3 separate regions of the Rattus norvegicus genome follow, and regions 1 and 3 are each linked to region 2. A link is a contact called in public Hi-C data. All regions are on one chromosome and are shown on one strand. The core of a region is the stretch at or near the end of the contact, and the rest is flanking DNA. Distances in the headings are between cores, read along the strand shown. Region 1 holds the start of Slc25a10 (solute carrier family 25 member 10). Region 2 holds the start of Pcyt2 (phosphate cytidylyltransferase 2, ethanolamine). Region 3 holds the start of Rfng (RFNG O-fucosylpeptide 3-beta-N-acetylglucosaminyltransferase).

Region 1 (2,700 bases), core at 64-2,563, 130 kb after region 2:
GTCCAAAGCCAGCATTATGCACAGGACAAGTTCAAGGTAAGCCTGGGCTACAAATAAATGATAAAGAAAGAAAAGTGATTACCTTTCTTAGGAAATTCAGTCCCTGAGAGGAGTCAGAGACTAGTTTAGACGCTTGAGCTAGTAGAAACTGCTTGAGGCTGGACCACCAGCTCAGACCTCAGGGGCCAATCGTGTGTGTGTGTGTGTGTGTGTGTGTGTGTGTGTGTGTGTGTGTGTGTATGAGGGAGGTGGCAGCCAGGGTGAATGCTCGCCCACAGGCTGAAGTAACAGCCAGAACCCCTTGGGCAGAGTGGGTTAAGTTCTTTGTTCTCTGTGGTAAGACAGAATCAGGAATAAATTCCCCGAGAATGTCCCTGGGGAACAGGAAGAAACTGTCTTAGTTTGCACTAAAAGTATTTTAAGGAAAAAACAAAACAAAACTACACAAAACCACGAGTCTCATTTGTTTCTCGGGGTGAGGTGGTCAATCTTACTGGTCAGAGCCCTATGAATTGAGGATCTCCTAGTTCACGAGGGACGGTGCTGATCCCAATATAGCAACGAATCAAACAGAAGCAGATGACCGAGGTCACACCACCACCCGGCCTGTTGCCTTGATTTCCATCCCCCAACCCCCACAGTAGGTGGTGTTAAGCACCCGGCAGTGGAAGTGCTCTGGTGTGCAGCGACCAGGCTGGTCTTTGGGTCTCAACACCTGCGCATATGCACAACTTTAACCAGAGTTGTCCGATGTTTGTGGCCAAGGAAAGGCTCAGAGTGGCCGAGTTCACACAAGTATTATAGCGCAGAGCTGAAGCTTAACAGCCATCTGTTAAGACGGGGACCGGGGGCGGGAGTGGGAGAGAGGGGACCTAACAGGTAAACTGAGGAACCGGATGTCCCCTCTGAGGCTTAGCTGTCTGTCACCTGCGGACGCCAGCTGCAGAGGGTCCCCGGGGATTTTTCCACCGCTGTCTACCGGGAAGTAAGCGTAGTGGCGCCCTCAGGGCCAAGGCCAGCAGCGCAGAGCGGGGCAGCCGGGGCTCAGGCCGTCGTGGGCGTCACCGGCGGTAATTACCTGGTGCGCAGTCAAGCGGCGGCCGAAGTAGGCGCCTTATAGGCGCCAGGCCCAGGATGGTCCCCAGCGCCTAGGGCTCACCGGCGCGCTCGGCCTTGAAACTCAGCCTCACCTTGAGCAGGTCTAGAGGGTGCGTGCAGCAGGCAGCTCCGCAGGAAGCCAGCCCTCCAAAGTACCAGCGAGACGTGCGTGCCTCAGCCATGGCCAGAGCAGCAGCGACCTGGCCCGACCCCGGTCTGCACCACAACTCCGGTTCCAGCCGCTTGACGCCCGGTTCAAAGTGCTACCGAGCGCCCGCGCCCGGTACAGCCAATGCGCCCGCGCGGCCCCAGGGGCGGGGCCTATGGACTCCGCCCGCCGCCGGACTCCGGCCTTGGGAGACTCCGCCTCTGCTCTTAAAGCGGCCGCAGCGAAGAACAGAGAGAGGCTATCCACTGGAGTCGACCATGAAATTGCTGGAGCTAGCCCATGGCCACCCCCACTCTCCACATTATGGCTTTGGTCTCATTTCCGAAGGCGCTCTGCCATTCAAGTCATCAGGAGGCTGGTTTTCTACCAGCACCCTCTAGCCCTAGCCTGAACTTGCGCCCTGGAGCTGACTTCGTGTGTTACGCAGGCGAAGGACACGTGCTGCAGCAGTGGACCTCTGTCCCCCATCCCCCCTCGAGGGCCCAGCCCCCGCCCAGATGTAGAGGGGGATGGAAACCTTCTTGAGGCCAGCTTGCAAATTAAATAGAAATCAGGGACAAAAGGCTCTTAGTAAAGGGTAGCAGTGCTCCTCCCCCACGCCTACACCCAGCGAGTCCCTGCCAAGTGCAACTCAGCTCAGGCCTTGCTGTGGACACAGCCCTAGGCAGCCACCATGGAGAGGGTTCTGGGCTGTGAATTCTTCATAGTTACTGGCTCAGGCTCCTTGGAGGCAGCTCCAGTTTGCCTGGTCCCAGAAGCCCATCTCTACCTCCCAACAATGGGCAAAGAAATCCACGTGTTTCTAGTTCGAGGGTGCACCTGTTAGGCAAGGTGAATTCCGAATCCAAAGGCTGCTTTAAGTCTGGCCACAAGAATAAAAAGGACACGTGCCCTACAGCTCTGGTTCAATAGCTATCTGAGGCAAAAGACAAAGTTAATATACACCTGGCAAACAGCTCCAGGTCCCGACTGACCCTGCTGAATATCCAAATTGAGTATGCAGCCCGGCCAACCAGCGCGGAGCAGTGAGGGAGGTATGAAGCGTGATGAACTCTAGGTGGCCTCCCTTGCTGAGATGCTTATTATCATAGTTCCAAGGTTGTGCGATACAAGATCTCCTGGCTGTGCTGCCTTGGCATGTCTCACCAAGTCCAGAAGCACCCTACACTGGAAGCCTATAACAATAAGGGAGTGAGGGGCACTCCCCACACTGGATCCATTCCTTTCCTACAGCAGGTACAGGCAACATGCCTACCTTGCTTGGGTCTGGGCAGGTCTCCAGATGCCAACATCTGATAACTTAGCTGAGCCACTGTGGGGTGGGTGGGAAAATGAATGACTGACCACTCAGTTGGTGTGAGACCAGGAGCATTATTTGGTCTTGCCTATACAGACCAGCCCTACCCAGAAACTGAGAAGCATCAGACATAAAC
Region 2 (2,741 bases), core at 92-2,591:
GCTGCTAGCAGGTTATCCTTGGAGATGGAGCCATCCTGTGGCTAGCACTGCCCCCTCCTAAGTGTGCAGATCCCACTGATAGTGGGTGAGACACAGAAGAGGCTGCTGCTGGCCTTTGAGTTGGGTCCAGGAAGATCTTCCCCTGTGGCTCTTCTTGTGACACCCAAGCTGCTTCTAGCCAAAGCCCAACCAGTCTAAGACAGACCTAGGGGAAGGGGCGAGATGACAGGCGGCCTCAGACAGCGTTACCTGTGCCTGGGAGGGTTGTGATTTGAGGGGTTTCCAGACCTACCTGATGCTGCTTTCCTTTCTGTTAGGTGGCAGGACCCAATCTTCTCCTTGGCAACTCCACTCCGTGCTGGCGAAGAAGGTAGCCACAGTAGGAAGTCACTGTGCAGGAGCAGAGAAGAGCCCCCACCCGGGGACCAGAGTGCCCCTCTTGCCTCAGCCACCCCCATCCTAGGAGGCTGGTTCGGCAGGGGCTGTGCTAAGCGTGCAAAAAGGAAGAAAGCGGCGTAGCCCCGGTGTTGACAAAGAGCAGTCGGCACCTTGCAGATGGCTTGACCCATGTTTAGGGTCCTGTGTCACAGTGAAGGCTAGAGTGCCCCCACCAGATCTAGTGGAAAGAACTCTGGGGTTGGGGGTGACACTTCCTGGTGACGGTCGTTTTTAGCCATCTGTCCTTGTGGAAAGCCTCACTTGCACTGCTGTGATCGCCCCACTACGGGCTTGATCTTCAAGGACACCTCCATCCTATCCCCCCCTATACAAAGGTGGCAGCAAGGCCTTTGCAAGAAGAGCTCCCGTCTTTCCCAGGCCTGGCCCACAGAGGAGTCCACCACTGCCTTACCTCACTCTCCAGGCTAGTCTCAGGGCCTCCCTCTTTCTACTACTTACTACTTAAAAGTGTTCACTTTATAGAAACCTTTTTCTGTATTGGGTATGCGGCACAGGGAGGATCTAAGCCTCCGGTCTGAGCAAGTCTTATTAAACATCTCTCTATTGCCTCGGTGTCCCAATGACTGTCACATGCACCACTGAGGTGCCTGCCCCTGAGGGCCAACATCGCGGTACTTTTGAAGAACCCAGCCCCTAGGAATGCTTTAAGGCGTGAGGAGAGCCGCAGGCACACTCTTGGTACAAGCCTGCTCCATTCACCAGTAGAGAGTCAGATGCAAAAGCCCGGCCACCTGCAACACAGGCCATTGGTCGCTCAAGTTGGGCGGAGGGGTGTGGCCGGGCTAGGGGCGGGGCCCCGGGTGGTGCACGCAATTGGCTGCGCCTAGCGGGTGAGACCCGCGTGAGCACGCGCAAGCGTCGAGGGCGGGGCGACGGTGCTGTGTGTCGCGGGAGCTGCCAGGACTTGCGGGGGGCCTCTGGTGCCATGATCCGGAACGGGCACGGGGCTGGCGGCGCTGCTGGGCTGAAGGGTCCGGGCGGCCAGCGCACCGTGCGGGTGTGGTGCGATGGCTGGTGAGTGGGGCGGCGAGGGGCGGGCGGTCACCTCGGCGTCACGCACCGGCGGTTGGCGGATCCCGAGTCTTCTGAGGCCGCACGAGGCAACCTGGCCTCCGGTCACTTAGGAGTGTAGCGTGCAGACGCGGGTGCATCGGACGGTGCACTTCCCAAAAACCGGAAATGCGGCTGTCTTATCGCCTAAGGCATTTACCCAGGTTGCCAGGGCTGGAAGGCCGAGCAAGAGCTTCTCTGTCAAATCAGCCCGTGACGTTTCTTTAAGAAAGTCCTGGAGCTGTCAACAAGCCGAAGAAATGTTGGCCTTTCTATAACTTAACCATCTTCAGCCCTTCGTCGTGTCTACCCCTGGTGGATGAGAAAGGATGCGGAATGGTCACCAGGGCTCCTCAGGGGATTCGGGGCGGAATAGGCTAGACTTTGTTCGTTTCTAGTTTGTATTGGTTTGGTGCTGAGGATGGGATCCATAGCTTTATATGCTATGTACAGGCAAGTGGTCCATCACTGAATTACAACTTCAGCCCCCTTCTGTTCTGCATCTGAGTCACCAGCAATGGCTTTGACTTCGTGTCAGTGGACTATGACCTTGGCCCCACCACAATACTGGGCCCAGTGCCACAATCCCAGAGGCAGACTCTGACCTCTGATCTTGCCCTGCCTGTCTAGTGGGCACAAGGGCTGTCCCGGAATTTACCCGTTACCATTGCCCCACCTCCCACCCGGTGCTCATGTCACCTGATGATACCCCACTAGAACTCTAGAGGAAGCAGAGCAGAACCTGTGGCCCAGCACTGGCCCATGGAGAACAATACAGGTGGTCCCAGTACACCCTGGGACACACTCAGTGAACAGCGTGTTGCTGGCTTCTGCATAGCTTGACCTTGACAGTGTACTTGTGGCCAGACCTAGATTTGAGGATAAAAGCTCAGTGCCAGGTGACAGGCATTTGTTCTCTCAGAGTTAAGCCAGGCCCTGGAGGCGGGGAAACTCAGGGTAGAACAGAGTCTTCACCCAACTCAGGACTGTTCTCTGGTTTCAAAGCTCGAGTGTGTCTTGTATCTCGTGGGCTGGGGATGTCACTCAGCTGGTATGCTTGCTCCGTATGCACAAACTCCTGCATTTGTTTCCTAGCACCAAACCGTTGGCTTTTGGTGAGAATCCCAGCAGATGGAGTCAGGAGTCGTAGGCCATTCTTGGCTTCATAGGGGGTTTGAGGCCAGCCTGGGCTACGTGAGACCTTACTGTCTAAAAAAAGAAAAAAAAGAGCA
Region 3 (2,700 bases), core at 183-2,682, 150 kb before region 2:
GCAAGGACCTGACCACCTGAGCACAACAGTAAGTCTTCACCTGCGTCCTGGGATCACATTTAGATGCTGGGAAGACACCACAGGAGTGTGTGAATTAAAGACCTTCAGGACCAAGCTCTGCACTGGGAAACGGAAGCATGAGCATACGCTACCTAACAAGTGATGGATGCTGGGCTAAGAAGAGAGGAAAAGTGTGTTGGCTGCAAATAGAGCTTTGCTTCACACTGTTGACTTGACGGGACTGTTCCCTGTGGAGAAGTGGGTGCAGGGTCTTAGAACTGCCTGAGAACCCAACATAGGTGGGCAAACGAAAAACCAGTTTCCTGGCTTAGAGAGATGTGTCTAAAGCGGTTGCTAAAAGCATCAACTGTCCTAGGACATACAGTGGGAGTCTGACTTGGACCCCTCAACACATCGAAGCTGCCAGCAGTCCTCCGCCACACAGGATCCATACCAGGGTGGGGTTCTCCACCACGTAGTTGACATCAGGTGCGTTCTGGGGATCTTCCTGCGGATCTACATCAATCTGCATGGGTTCCACGGCCCCCTGCAAAACAGAAGGAGCTCCTTGACGAAAGGCACCAGGGTGAGCAGAGTTTCCCCCATCAGCTCTGCCCACGATTTCTCAAGGCAAAACTGCACTGGGCTTCCACAGGTGCTGGCAGCCAAGTGCCGTCTTCAGCTCTCCCACCCAGGTCCTGGGCACAACACTGACTACAGGAACCGTCAAGCATTCCCAGCCGCCATCCCGATACAGCTTCCTCTAGGCCACAGAGAATGAAATAGATTGCCACCCTATCTTCATAAATCAAGAGAGTCAAAGCAGACAGGTCACGATGCGGAAGAGGCTGGCCGAGGACTCGAGGGGCCAGGGCCTCGAGCGACATCGAAAGAGCCGCTACACGGTAGGCGCGCAGCTATACCTCGGAAAGTAGCGTGCAGGCCGACAGGCTGGCGCTCAGGCTGTAGTCGCCCGACGTGCCGGGCCGCAAGTCTGACCTGCTGTGCGCAGGGCTGCGGCTCAAGTCGGAGGCCGACGACGAGGCAGAGCTGGGCGCCGGGCTGCCCCGCATCTTGGCCTGACGCACCTCTCTGAGAGGCCAGCACCCGCACGAAAAGCGTTGGCGCGCGAGGCGGGGGCGGGGCGGGGGCCGGGGCCCAGAGCGGCCCGCGAGGCAGGCGACGCTCACGCGCCCAGGCCAGAGCTGCGGGCCCCGCCCCGCTCGCCGCCAGCCCCGCCCACCAGGCTCGATCCGGACCGAACGGCCACGCGGCGAGCGCAGTTACCAACCCCTACCTGCAAGTTAAACACCTGAACCGGCAGCGGCATCTTCCACCCCCGGTGCCGCAGCGACGTTCACTTCCGGGGCGGCGCGTCCGTCAGTTCCGGGTCAAGGCTCGGGGCGGGGTGCTGTCACTCTTAAAGGGGCCGCCGCAATCGCAGGCGGGCGCCCAGCGCCCGGGCCTGGGCGATCGCATGAGCCGTGTGCGGCGAGTGCTGTGCCGGGCCTGCCTCGCGCTGGCCGCGGTCCTGGCTGTGTTGCTGCTACTACCGCTGCCGCTACCACTACCGCTGCCGCTGCCTCGCGCTCCCGCACCAGACCCAGGTCGTGTCCCGACCGGGAGCCTGACCCTCGAGGTCTCCCGCCTGCAACCGGACGACGTCTTCATTGCAGTCAAGACCACTCGGAAGAACCACGGCCCGCGCCTGCGGCTGCTGTTGCGTACCTGGATCTCACGAGCCCCACGGCAGGTGTGCGCCCCTTCCCCCTCCTTGTAGGTTCCTGGATTCCAAACTGGCGCCCCCCTGTGCCCCTAACCCCGGGGCTTCACACCTGCCCCGAGACCCACTCACTGGATCCTCTGACGCCTCACGGTGTTTTCTTCCACAGACGTTCATTTTCACCGATGGAGACGACCCTGAGCTCCAGCTGCTGGCAGGTGAGACGCTCCCCTGGGCTGAGTTGTATCTACTGGGGCCATTCATTCCTGTGTCAGGCATTTGACTAGTGTCACAGAGCTAGTGTTACAGAGCCAAGACACCCATCCATTGCCAGTCTATCTCCCAACACCCATCCTTCTAGTCATCAGATTCCCCACCCTGCCCCCAGTTCCTGACAGGGTGCTGTGGCCAATGTCACCCACATTCCCTGAGGAAGGCCCAGCAGCAGTCACCTGCCAAGTCTTGTCCTGTTTCCGCCTGTGCTGTCATCTGCTTCAGAATGAGGGCTGGCTGCGGTAGGGCTGCATTGGATCTAGCCCAGTGGCTGGACAGGCATATTCCAGCCTAAACCTAAGGAGGCAACCTAGAAGTCAGCACTCACATTGCCCGTTTCCAACCGTGCAGGCAGCCAAATGATCAACACCAATTGTTCCGCTGTGCGAACCCGCCAGGCGCTGTGCTGTAAGATGTCAGTGGAGTATGACAAGTTCATAGAGTCTGGACGGAAGTAAGTAACCTCACCCCTCAGACAGCCAGGACCGAGCAGTGTGGGGGCTCCCACCCACACTGGGGGGCCTCAGTGCATAGGCCTCTCCCTCCACCTTCAGATGGTTCTGCCACGTGGATGATGACAACTACGTGAACCCCAAAAGCCTGCTGCACCTGCTTTCCACCTTCTCTTCCAACCAGGACATCTACCTGGGGCGACCTAGTCTGGACCACCCCATCGAAGCCACAGAGAGGGTCCAGGGCGGTGG

The links. Hi-C and Micro-C count contacts between places; a contact is called where the count stands out from the background.
Region 1: a contact with region 2 is called in a Hi-C map of liver, with 2.2 times the contacts expected there. The contact joins the promoter of Slc25a10 here to the promoter of Pcyt2 in region 2. A contact is called at or near these places in 4 of 12 Hi-C or Micro-C datasets (hepatocytes, kidney and liver) and 1 of 1 datasets of contacts at active chromatin or transcription factors (oligodendrocytes).
Region 3: a contact with region 2 is called in a Hi-C map of the A7r5 cell line, with 3 times the contacts expected there. The contact joins the promoter of Rfng here to the promoter of Pcyt2 in region 2. A contact is called at or near these places in 6 of 12 Hi-C or Micro-C datasets (the A7r5 cell line, the Rat2 cell line, Schwann cells and 3 more).

The regions. Positions count from the first base shown.
Region 1 is chr10:106,263,009-106,265,708 of GRCr8, reverse strand. Slc25a10 (solute carrier family 25 member 10) reads right to left here and starts at 1,313. Exons shown (of 11, transcript NM_133418.2): 1 at 1,191-1,313. The coding sequence starts at 1,280.
Region 2 is chr10:106,393,068-106,395,808 of GRCr8, reverse strand. Pcyt2 (phosphate cytidylyltransferase 2, ethanolamine) reads left to right here and starts at 1,341. Exons shown (of 14, transcript NM_053568.2): 1 at 1,341-1,473. The coding sequence starts at 1,385. It overlaps Sirt7 (sirtuin 7), which reads left to right. Exons shown (of 10, transcript NM_001107073.1): 10 at 318-1,007. The coding sequence ends at 519.
Region 3 is chr10:106,547,376-106,550,075 of GRCr8, reverse strand. Rfng (RFNG O-fucosylpeptide 3-beta-N-acetylglucosaminyltransferase) reads left to right here and starts at 1,432. Exons shown (of 8, transcript NM_021849.2): 1 at 1,432-1,753; 2 at 1,893-1,941; 3 at 2,348-2,450; 4 at 2,551-2,700. The coding sequence starts at 1,478. It overlaps Gps1 (G protein pathway suppressor 1), which reads right to left and starts at 1,155. Exons shown (of 14, transcript NM_053969.3): 1 at 924-1,155; 2 at 455-547. The coding sequence starts at 1,073.